Regions from separate parts of the Sus scrofa genome. Here regions 1 and 3 are each linked to region 2. Evidence: chromatin contacts called from public promoter capture Hi-C data. All regions are on one chromosome and are shown on one strand. The core of a region is the stretch at or near the end of the contact, and the rest is flanking DNA. Distances in the headings are between cores, read along the strand shown. Region 1 holds the start of LOC110255392. Region 2 holds the start of TMEM30B (cell cycle control protein 50B). Region 3 overlaps SYT16 (synaptotagmin-16).

Region 1 (3,243 bases), core at 341-2,840, 550 kb after region 2:
GCCTCAAGCAGCGACTAGGGACACTTGTAAATAGAAATCAGGAACATTTTTTTGCAGCTTGTTTCTGGGGTTCTTTGCGCATAAAGGAATGGTGAACTTTCATAAATATCTTTTAAAAACTCAAAACCAACCACAGTCTCAAGCTTAGTGCCCTCTTCTCTCCAACTCTTTCCACTTTTGCATCTCCCCTCCCAGATCAGGGAAAAGGAAGAAGAAGAAGAAGACGAAGAAGAAGAAACCCAAACAAACAAAAACATCCAGTCACCCAGTCTTGGTTCTGGGCAATCCAGATTGCTGCTTCAGTAGTCTCTCTTTCTCTCTGTCCCTCTCTTTTTTGTTCAATGAACAGGGCTTACAAATCAACTGGATTTTAATTATTTCCTTTTAATTTATTTATGGTAAAATGTTTTGAGAAGAGGAAAAGGAAATGAAAATGAGAGAGAAGAGAGAGAGAAAGTCAAAATAGTGAAAAGAGCCTCCATCCTGGGAGGAACTTGTTGTGTTCTTAAGGTGAATAGGAAAAATATGATCTTACAATTTTTTTTGATGGGGAAAATTAAGTTTACATTTTTCATATTTAGTGTTAAACAATTTTATGTAGATTAAAATGAAAGAACAGTATTGGGGGAAAAAACAAGTGCCTAAATGTCTTAATGCTCTCTACATAAGGCAGTTAGAAATAGAAGTGACCATTAGTAATACAACTATTTTTGTCAAATTTAGTTGGGGGGGTGGTTGTTGTTTGTTTCCTTGGGTTTTTTTCTATGGCAAACTTTTAAAATGTACCAATGTGAAAAAACACTTTCCTGAATGCCATTACTTCTCATGCCCTCAAAGCTTTCATATTTGTAGCCTACTCCTGTTAAAGGTTTCTCCTGTTCCTAGTTTCTAGCTTGCAAAAATACGTAACAAATCTGGCAACCTGGTATTTGTTACTAAACAGCATGTGTTTTCAGGTTTCTTTTCTATTGTACCTAAACCAGTCTAAATTAAAACTTAGTAGAACACCAGAAGTACTGATTCTGTTTCTGGAAGGTGAGTTGTGTATTGCTGTCACTGGGCCCTTAAAAAAAAAAAAAAAAAAAAGAATAGTTTTTTTTTTTTTGCTTCCTTACTTAATGGTGGTTATGAATTTCAGGGTATGTTGAAGGCCATCTCCTGAACCAGGAGTGGTGACTGAGTTAATTATATGACCGAAGAAGAGTGAATTTAACTTTGGGGTATTTATTTTTTTATTATTTAGATATGCAATTTTGTTTACCACTAGCTCTTCTACACAGAATTCGTATATAGCTCTGTATTATTAACAAGTTCATGACAAGACTGTGAAAGTAAAATAATTTATCTGCTTGGGGGGGAAATGGAACTTTTAGAAGGATAGCAACATTGTGAATTAGTCTGTACCAATAGAAAGCAGACCAGCAGGACAGGAGCTCTTTGCAGTGCTGCCGAATAGTGTCCAGAAAAATCCCAGTAATCATATAGGCTCCATATTATTTTTGCCTGGGGCAAAAATGATGTATCTTTGTATTTAGCTTTTAAAATTAGTGAAACTAATGGCATTATTTATTAAAATTCTACTCAGGATAATGGGATTGGCTTGCTTGTGTTTGTAAAATATTATTCCCCAGAAAAAGTCTATTTATTTTCTAACACAACCGTTTCATAATTTTAATTTTTCTCACCTGTGTCACCATTAATACATTCATGTTTTTCTTACCCTTTCTTATCTTTCCTGTCCTGATCTAGAATGGGGGGTGGTGGTGGTGGTAGATTAAGGCCTTCTTATTATGAGGTGTTCCCCCTTTTTTATGTCAAATGGCTTTGACTGAGTTCAAAGGAGAAAGGTTCACCGTACTTAACTGTAGTCACTTTTACTTATAAAGTCATTTTTTTCCCTCAGTGATGGACAGATGTTCACAGGCCACTCAGAGACCATGATTTGGATTGGGAGCTCAGGGTCCCAATCTCCCTTGTTAGTGTTTTGGATCATTAAGCTGCTGTTTATTTAAGTCACTAGGGTGTTTATTCTCCACGTCTTGGGCCACAGAGAAATGCCACCCTCTGCAGGAGGGGCTCTCACAGGGGATCTCCTCACATTCTTCACATTCACTCCCCAAAACAAACACCCTGCTCAAAGATAGCTTTCAATGACCCTGACGGGCTTCAAAGGACACCGCGGAAATCTCCCTGGAAAATAGGAAGGGCCAATTACTTTAATTTCTTACATGCCCTCTCTTCCTACTCTGATGACTACCCCCCACTCTTCCAGCTCTGTTTAGTATAATTTTAGACTCCTGGAAGTTCTGTCTCCTTTGGCGCCCCAGCCCACTTCCTGCTCCCTTGGTTGGTGAATCTTGGAAAAGTCTGCAGATCTGGCAAGGAGCAGAGCAGGCTGGTCCTGTAAAAGCCCCTGTGATTACTGCTTGTAAACTCATTAAAAGGACAATTTTCTGTCACAGTCATAAACTTTTGTAAAATCCCTGGCATTTGATCCAGAGTGTGCATATTCCAGATGTGTTTAATAAGAAATTGCACAATATGCCTTCCTCACCATCCTTTCTGTCTGGCAAAACCAGGGACAAGCAGGAGGAGGCGAGAAAGCTGGATATCGCTTTGAGTTTTCTTGGCAATCATTTTAGAACGATCATTAGCGGGAACTAACCATGTTTTTTGTGTTTTTTTTTTTTTTTTTTCCTCGAGGAAATCTTCAAGGACCAGCTGTTAAGGGACCTTCTATTTACCTTCTCAGCGTCGCAGTTAACTGAACCAAAAGCCACTTTTCGATTTCTCTTTTACAGGTTTCATAACAAGAGCCAAAAATAATGAAAAAACGGCTTATAAATAGTTTGTAGGGTAAAACCTTACGCAATTTGACCAAGTAAAATGAAAACAAAAATAATACACTAGGGCGATTTTTAAATTTTTGACTTTTAAAATCTGAACACAGGATCGTTCAGGTTCTCACTGCCTGTTCGCCTTGACCTCTTGGCTGAGAACGAAGCTTTCTAAATACTCAAGAGGCCAAGGGGATTGGCCGGCGGTTCCTGAACTTGGCTCAGCAGGTAGGCACTCAAGAGCCCCCAAGCCCCACAAGTGCAGGCAGGGAGAAAGGCGCCGCTGGGGCTGAGCGCCGCCGATCTTGAACTATTCTCCAGGCAAGGACAGCTTGGTCTTGACCGCGAGATGAAGAGGAAGCTTCCAGGAAGATGCAGCGGCATCGGCGCTTATGGGCAAACCCTG
Region 2 (3,697 bases), core at 25-2,524:
GCCAACTGATGACTCGATGATATAGGGGTGGGTGGAAGCCACCAAAATGATACAGAGAACTATTTATTCATTTATCTTACTGGAAAATGGGTGTAGTACAGACTGGATCACACTGTAGGAACCTGTTGACAATACTGGGCATTTCCTCCCTTGGGGTATGATTAGAAGTAAGGGAAGTGGAAATCAAGTCATCAAGTCTCCCTCATATTCACTAACAGCTAAAGCTTCCAACTCATATGCATTCTATTCAACAAGGTGGAATGAATTTTCCATTGTTAAAATGATGCTACTTTTAACTTTTAGTATCATTCTTATAAAGCACCATTTGGTACTTGAGTATATATTGTCTGTTGGCTATTTTGATTCTTTTTTACTCCTAAGTAATATGTCCCTTGTTAGACTGCAAATGTCTTGAGGTCAAGGGTCTTTTTCAGCCTAATTTTCTTGTCTTCTACATTGCTTAGCATAGGGCTAATACTTGAAAGATGCTAAAAACAAAATAAAACCAAAAAAAAAATTAAAAAATAAAACCAAAATGCTGTTGCTCAATTTAGCAAGAATTTTAACTTTCCAAATTTCAGTGGATTTTGAATGACTCCTGAATGTAATGTATTATTCTAAGTGCAGAGTGTAACTCAGAAAATATTCAAGCTATTTGAATATCAGAAAAATTCAAGCATTCTCTGAGCTCAAAGAGACTCAGGAACACCTCAATACATAAGGAGGATTTAGAACAAAGCTGAAATGGCCAGACAATCCCTTGTGTATACTTTACCAACCTAAATATAAAAGCCAGAATCCCAAGCAATGTTCAGAGTTAATTTGGGTTTTCTTTCCAATAAGTCCTATAAATCCTTGAAGGTCATCTCCTTTGGCCAAACAGCCCCAGCATCCTTGCCTGTGGATAGCAGCTGGGTCTTTTGGGACCTTGGATGGGACCTTTTTCCAGTCAGGCAAATAATCTGAAAAGGAAAAAAAATAAATCACATGTAGTCCAGGGCATTTTTCTCCTTGTATGGTTTGTCCACTAACTTGAGAGATATTTAAAGGCTCTGAACATCTTGCTTTCATTGATTCTTTTTGGAGTCATATTATTTTCAGAGAAGTTTCCACTTTTCTCAGTTATCCCACCTAATTGGGGCACCTGGCCAGAAAATCATTTTCCCTTTAAAAAAAAAAAAATGCTAGAATTTGAACGCAGGCTTTGAATTCGAAACAGATTTACCAGAGCGTAATCCCAGAGCATTACAATTTGTGGCTAAAGTTGACTGAAAGAGGGTCCATAAGTTAACCCACAAAGAAGAGAGGGCCTAAAGACGTTTTCATTTCCTTTCAGATAAAAGATGATTAATTACCTGAAATCTTCAAGTCTCCAGAACTCACGGTGGAACTTTGCGCTGGGGGCTGCAGCTTCTACGATTTCAGGCAAGACTGGCCCGGGCACTCCAGTCACTCATAAGGCGGAAGGGAAAGAAGTACCTGAACAGGGTATGAGCCTCTCAGTCGCAGCCTAGGGCCGCCACTCACCTTGGGGAGGAGGAGCTGGCGTCCAGAGCCACCCCGGCGGGGAGGAAAAGCAGCCCTGGGCTGCCAGGTGAGGTAAGGAACGCCCCGCCAGCTCACCTCCGTAGAGGCGGGGCGCGGTTCCCGATCACTCATAGGGGCGGAGCCGTCTGAGCACCTGCGCCAAGGCGGAACTGAGGGGTCTGGTCACTGCACGGAGGACCTAGCACCAAGCCTCACCTGTGCGGGGGCCGGAGGCGGGGCCAGAACTCACCTGAGCAGGCGGCGACTTGCCCCGGGGGTAACCCCGGGCTGGCCTAGCGCGGAGGGGGAGAAGCCCCCGGGCGGCTCCATCCGTACGTCCCCATCCGTACGCCCCCGCGTCGGTCCGCGCGGCAGCCATGACCTGGAGCGCCACGGCTCGGGGCGCGCACCAGCCGGACAACACCGCGTTCACGCAGCAGCGCCTCCCCGCCTGGCAGCCGCTGCTGTCAGCCAGCATCGCGTTGCCGCTCTTCTTCTGCGCGGGCCTGGCCTTCATCGGCCTGGGCCTGGGCCTCTACTACTCTTCCAATGGCATCAAGGAGCTCGAGTACGACTATACCGGCGACTCGGGCCTCAGCAACTGCTCGGTGTGCGCCGCAGCCGGGCAGGGCCGCGCGCCGCCGCCCCGCTGCTCATGCGCCTGGTACTTCTCTCTGCCCGAGCTCTTCCAGGGCCCCGTGTACCTCTACTACGAGCTGACCAACTTCTACCAGAACAACCGGCGCTACGGTGTGTCCCGCGACGACGCGCAGCTGAGTGGGCTGCCGAGCGCCCTGCGGCACCCGGTCAACGAGTGCGCCCCCTACCAACTCAGCGCGGCCGGCCTGCCCATCGCGCCCTGCGGCGCCATCGCCAACAGCCTCTTCAACGACTCCTTCTCGCTGTGGTACCAGCGCCAGCCCGGCGGGCCCTACGTCGAGGTGCCGCTCGACCGCACCGGCATCGCCTGGTGGACCGACTACCACGTCAAGTTCCGCAACCCGCCGCTGGTGAACGGCAGTCTGGCGCTAGCCTTCCGGGGCACCGCGCCCCCGCCCAACTGGCACCGGCCGGTCTACGAGCTCAGCCCCGACCCCAACAACACCGGCTTCATCAACCAGGACTTCGTGGTGTGGATGCGCACTGCCGCTCTGCCCACGTTCCGCAAGCTGTACGCACGCATCCGCCAGGGCAACTACTCCGCCGGGCTGCCGCGGGGCGCCTACCGCGTCAACATCACCTACAACTACCCGGTGCGCGCCTTCGGCGGCCACAAGCTCATCATCTTCAGCAGCATCTCCTGGATGGGAGGCAAGAACCCCTTCCTGGGCATCGCCTACCTGGTGGTTGGCTCCCTCTGCATCCTCACGGGCTTTGTCATGCTGGTCGTCTACATTCGCTACCAGGACCAGAACGACGAGGACGAGGAGGACGAGTAACTCCTGCTTTCAAAGTACCCTTTCTGAAAGCTTCTTGCTTCAGCTCTCTTGCAAGCTTCTTTTGGGTTTCTGTCTCTTTGACTCTCACCCAATTCCAGCCTCGCTTCACTTGGCCTCCTTTTGTGGATGAGGAGACCAGAGAGAGAGGAATTACATCCAATCCGGGGCCTCCAGACTTTTCTGGGGTGTTTGAACTGGTAGAGTGAGACATCCCGGCCGCTTCTCCCCATCTCCTTCACCATTTACTGAGTTGACATGTTAGGTTCTTGGAGAGCAGAAGGGACAGTTGGGACTGCTCTTATTCAGCTCCCATCTAATGAAGAGCTAGACCTAGACGTTAGAGAACTCATTTGAGATGCAGCAGCAACTTGGCTCCTGGCTCTGACTCTAGAGCTTTAACCACTTCTGTACAGTGGTTTTCTTTCCCTTTTTTGGGGTGGGGGGTGGGGGGTAGAAAATGAAACCCACAAATAACCAGCAAAGGCATGGACGGGTAGGGAGAACGCTCTAGTTTAAAGCGTAGATGGATTAGGAGGCCCCAGAAATTCTGACAACAAGGCTGTGGGGAGACCCTCGAAGCTGCAGTTTAAACCAGCCCATCTGGAGATTCCCCTGTGTTCCCTCAAACTTGGAAATTGGGGCTCTGAACCAGGGAGTAAAGAGGATACTGCCTGTTTCCCTATTTGCGCATTTGTGGGAGGCTGGGTCCGAAGTAGTCACTCAGTCCGGTT
Region 3 (3,565 bases), core at 442-2,941, 870 kb before region 2:
AGGCTACTTAATTTGGCCCACCCTATTCACATGGGTCTTAGAGAGGAAAATCTGCCATCCCAAAAATGTCCTTTCTACAGAAAACCTCTATTGACTTCTACCCAGCAACCATCTATATAAACAACCACTTATATTGATCTTGTAAATTATGGTAATGCTACATTAGCATTTATTTCTCTGGATACATATTTAAACAGTAATTTCTTTTACCTGGTAATGCTGAATCAATCTGAAAAGTGTATCTCTAGGACAGCTTTAGAAAATCTGGTGAGAATTCCCCTTCGCACAGCGAGCATTTCTCACAGCCTCAGGCTCATGAATGGTTACCTGAGATTTTGCAACAAGGAGAGACGCAAATAAAGAGTCAGAACTGCACTGACTTGAACTGGTTATAATGTCAGGAGAAAGCATGCAGTAAAAGGACACTAAGATGTCTGAGGTGGGGTTGATCTGAACCAGTTAGATAAACAAATAAACCCTCAAACATACATAATTCTATGTTTCCAGATTTAATTGTAAACAGGAGCAATCTTAACTATCCTAAGAAAGACGGAAATATTTGAATAACATATCTCATTAACTATTTACTGGGAGATTTTGAGGGAGACATTATCAGCGGGTTGGTTTTTTTTAAAAATCAGAGTCAGATATACTTTGTTTTCAAATGCCAGATCTTGTATAATTTCAAGAAATATTCTCTCTAAAGTAACAATCCAGTAGTTAAAACAGCCTAACTCGATCATTCACTGGAATACACACTATTCCTCACAGGATTCGAAAGAGCAAAATGATACTTTTTCTTTGAAGATAGTTTTCCTTTAAAGGGCCATATTTAACTGCACCTTTTTCTACATGGATGTATGCTTACAGATCTCATCATCTTCTATATTTAGAGAGATGAGCTTTCCAAAGGAAGATAGGCAGCCAATGAGGAGGATCCCATCAAAAGAGAGGTGAGTTACTATGGTTACTTTTCAGGAGATTGAGTAACAGTGAACTGCCTGCTCTCGGCCAAATGGACCCTTTCCAGGGCAGGACCTAAAAAGATTGTTGCTCTCCATACGTGTTGATTCAATTAGAGACTACACTATGTCATTTTCGCTGTAACCACAGGCTTTCTGTGGGAGCTCACTGCTCCCAGCCTTCCTAGCTGCACGTAGGCAGCAAAGTCAAAGGGGAAACGAGGAGGACGGAAAACTTCCAAACACAAATCGAACAGTAAAGGGCAGGGGAATCCACAAGAATAATCCCGAGATTAAAAAAAAAAAGCAAATCAGGTTATTGGAGACCACCAGCTAGCCACTTTTCAATGGCTAGGGGCGGGGTGGGTGAGATCCCAGAAAACATCCTTATTCACACCCTCTGGGAAAGAGTCTTTCCTGAGCTTCAGAGGAAGGCACCTGGTTGAATGAGTCCAGACATACCTTGCGAGCTGGGTCCACTCGCCAGGAGACCGGCACATACACCTGTTTCGTAAACGCGCGGGGTTCGGTGCTCCCTCCCGCTTTTGCGGCGCTGTCACTCTCCAGACAGGCGCTGACAGCGACAGCGACGGCAGTGGCGGCGCGACAGTGGAAGCAGCGGCAACTGCAGCTCGGGGGCAGCCCTGGCTCCCGCAGGTCCGTCCCTCCAGTCTGTGAAGCGCCTCTCGCTCCGGGTTTGGAACGCTAGGCGGGCGCGCAGCTGTTCTCGGCTCGCATTGGACCAGAGGGAGCAGATGTTACCCGGTTGCTAGGCGCGTTGCTAGGAGGCGATGACGCCCCTCCACAGCTCGAGAGCAACTTTCCTGTAGGTCGGATGCTCCGGTGGGGGCTGCTGGGAGGAAGGTTTGAGAGCAGGAACCAGGAAGGCGGTGAACAAAGAGCCCCAAATAGGGGTCCTGTACTGGCCTTAGTCGGGTGCTGGAGAGCGGGCTGGGGAGCTGCTAGTGGGTGAGCGCTGCAGCTCTGAGAGCAGGGCTTCTGACTCTGCTCAGAGGGCCTGGGCAAGTGTTGTGGCCGTGCCTCAGCCGCCGCGGGGTTACTCGCTGTAGGCCCTATCTGAATGTCCCATGGAAGGATCGGGTTTGAGGACCGGAGTGGGTTGGCACTTCCAGCAGGACTAGGTCAGTGCCTTTAGACCCTTTGGGATGCCTTTTGCCTTGGGGAAGGTCCCCAGCAAGGGGAGAGATGGAGTGTGCGTGTGAAATGGGGTGAGGCATGTGGGATGAAGAGTAAAGGATCGTTCGTCCTCTGGGACTTCTCTCCCCAATGTGTTGCTGTTTGTGTCTGCATGTTTGAGCAATCAACAGATTTTGAAGCGGGAAAAAATAAGTAATACATGAAAATCGGACCAGAGTCTAATTCCTTTTGGCACTCTCGGTGGCTGCCTCCTGGTATGGTGCCAGAAGTTTGAGGAAAAATATTTTATACAGTTAGAAAGACTTCGTTTTGATCCAATGGCTAATTAAAACATCAGGGTAATATGCAAACTTCTTTAAAGTAAAAATATACAAAAGAGAAGGTACTTTTCAAAAAGGAGACTGGAGAAGGTATACATGTTGCAGCCATTTACACTTTAGTATAAATTCACCTAAAAGATTGCATTGTCTCTGTATTGTGTCACTCAGGCTACATTTTCATTTTTTATCATTGCTGCTTCTTGTTCAGCAACCATGAGGTTGCTGTTCTTGGGTAGAGGGAGATGTTGAGGATGTCAAAGTGGGTAAATTTAAGTAGTCAGCAATCCAAATTAAAGAAGGGAAAATAAGCACAGCAGAGAAATTATGCTCACTGTTATTCTCAGAGAGGAATCTCATTGAAGAAGGAGATATACCACTTTCTTGGTTCCCTAAAGGGTCAGGCCAGGGCCTGGAAGGAAGAGAGCACCACTGGGAATCAATTAAAAAGAAAAGTTGCTGTTTTTGGAGACAGGGCAGAGCTTCTGTGCGGTGTAGTCTTAACTTCTGCAATTGCAGACATTCTGCAAGGTTGAAGGGGCTACACAAAATGGCCCTACAAATCTCAGGGGGCCCTGTTCCCTCAGGCACCCAGTACCAACTTAACACCTATGACAAAAAGTGATGTTAACAGTCTGTTAGCCCTAAGATTTAAAAGCTGATAACCTTGTGTTAATAATAAACTCAATTTTAGACAGCCTTTTATAATGTAGACATGTATCAAATCATCATGTTGTATGCTTTAAATAACCTACAGTTTTGTCAGTTATACCTCAGCAAAGCTGGAAGGAAAAAGCTGATAAGTTAAAATCTGGAAGAAGTACTAAGTGGGTTGTAGATCTGATGACCACATTTCAGCTGTCAGGTATGAAAGGTGTCTTTGAGACTGGCACACATCAAATCTGGGCGATGGCCACAGTCAGAATTACATCACTGCTACTTCTTTCTTTTTCACTGTCAGGGAAGAAAGGGGCTGATACCTCAGTCAGCCTTGCCTTCCTGACTAGCTCAGGTTCAGGAGGCTCTCCCCTTTGCTATTCAAGGTCCACTCTTTTCATTTCCTCAAATGGGGAAGGTTCTCATTTGTCTTGGGTATTTTGTACATGCTGCGTCTCCTTCCTTAACCCA

Evidence for each region. Promoter capture Hi-C pulls out the DNA fragments that hold promoters and counts their contacts.
Region 1: a promoter capture Hi-C map of fetal skeletal muscle shows a contact between it and region 2, with 10 times the contacts expected there. The contact joins the promoter of LOC110255392 here to the promoter of TMEM30B in region 2. A contact is called at or near these places in 2 of 5 promoter capture datasets (fetal liver and fetal skeletal muscle), 3 of 47 Hi-C or Micro-C datasets (adipocytes, mesenchymal stem cells and subcutaneous adipose tissue) and 1 of 2 datasets of contacts at active chromatin or transcription factors (skeletal muscle).
Region 3: a contact with region 2 is called in a promoter capture Hi-C map of liver, with 7 times the contacts expected there. The contact joins the enhancer-like site here to the promoter of TMEM30B in region 2. A contact is called at or near these places in 1 of 5 promoter capture datasets (liver), 6 of 47 Hi-C or Micro-C datasets (embryonic fibroblasts, fibroblasts, liver and 1 more) and 1 of 2 datasets of contacts at active chromatin or transcription factors (skeletal muscle).

What each region holds. Positions count from the first base shown.
Region 1 is chr1:189,618,197-189,621,439 of Sscrofa11.1, reverse strand. It overlaps LOC110255392, which reads left to right and starts at 1,590. Exons shown (of 2, transcript XM_021062434.1): 1 at 1,590-3,243. The coding sequence starts at 3,187. It overlaps SIX1 (SIX homeobox 1), which reads left to right. Exons shown (of 2, transcript NM_001199718.1): 2 at 1-1,010.
Region 2 is chr1:190,169,303-190,172,999 of Sscrofa11.1, reverse strand. TMEM30B (cell cycle control protein 50B) reads left to right here and starts at 1,274. Exons shown (of 2, transcript XM_021062472.1): 1 at 1,274-3,697. The coding sequence starts at 1,905. The coding sequence ends at 2,966.
Region 3 is chr1:191,041,632-191,045,196 of Sscrofa11.1, reverse strand. SYT16 (synaptotagmin-16) reads right to left here. Exons shown (of 10, transcript XM_021062549.1): 7 at 1,425-3,565; 8 at 211-327. Among named protein-coding and RNA genes, the nearest start is that of ISG20, 150 kb to the left of the region's middle. Within about 2 kb of position 1,691, at least 17 of the 83 cell types and tissues checked have an H3K27ac peak or open chromatin away from gene starts, as enhancers often do. A contact at or near this core is called in liver, where this site is marked.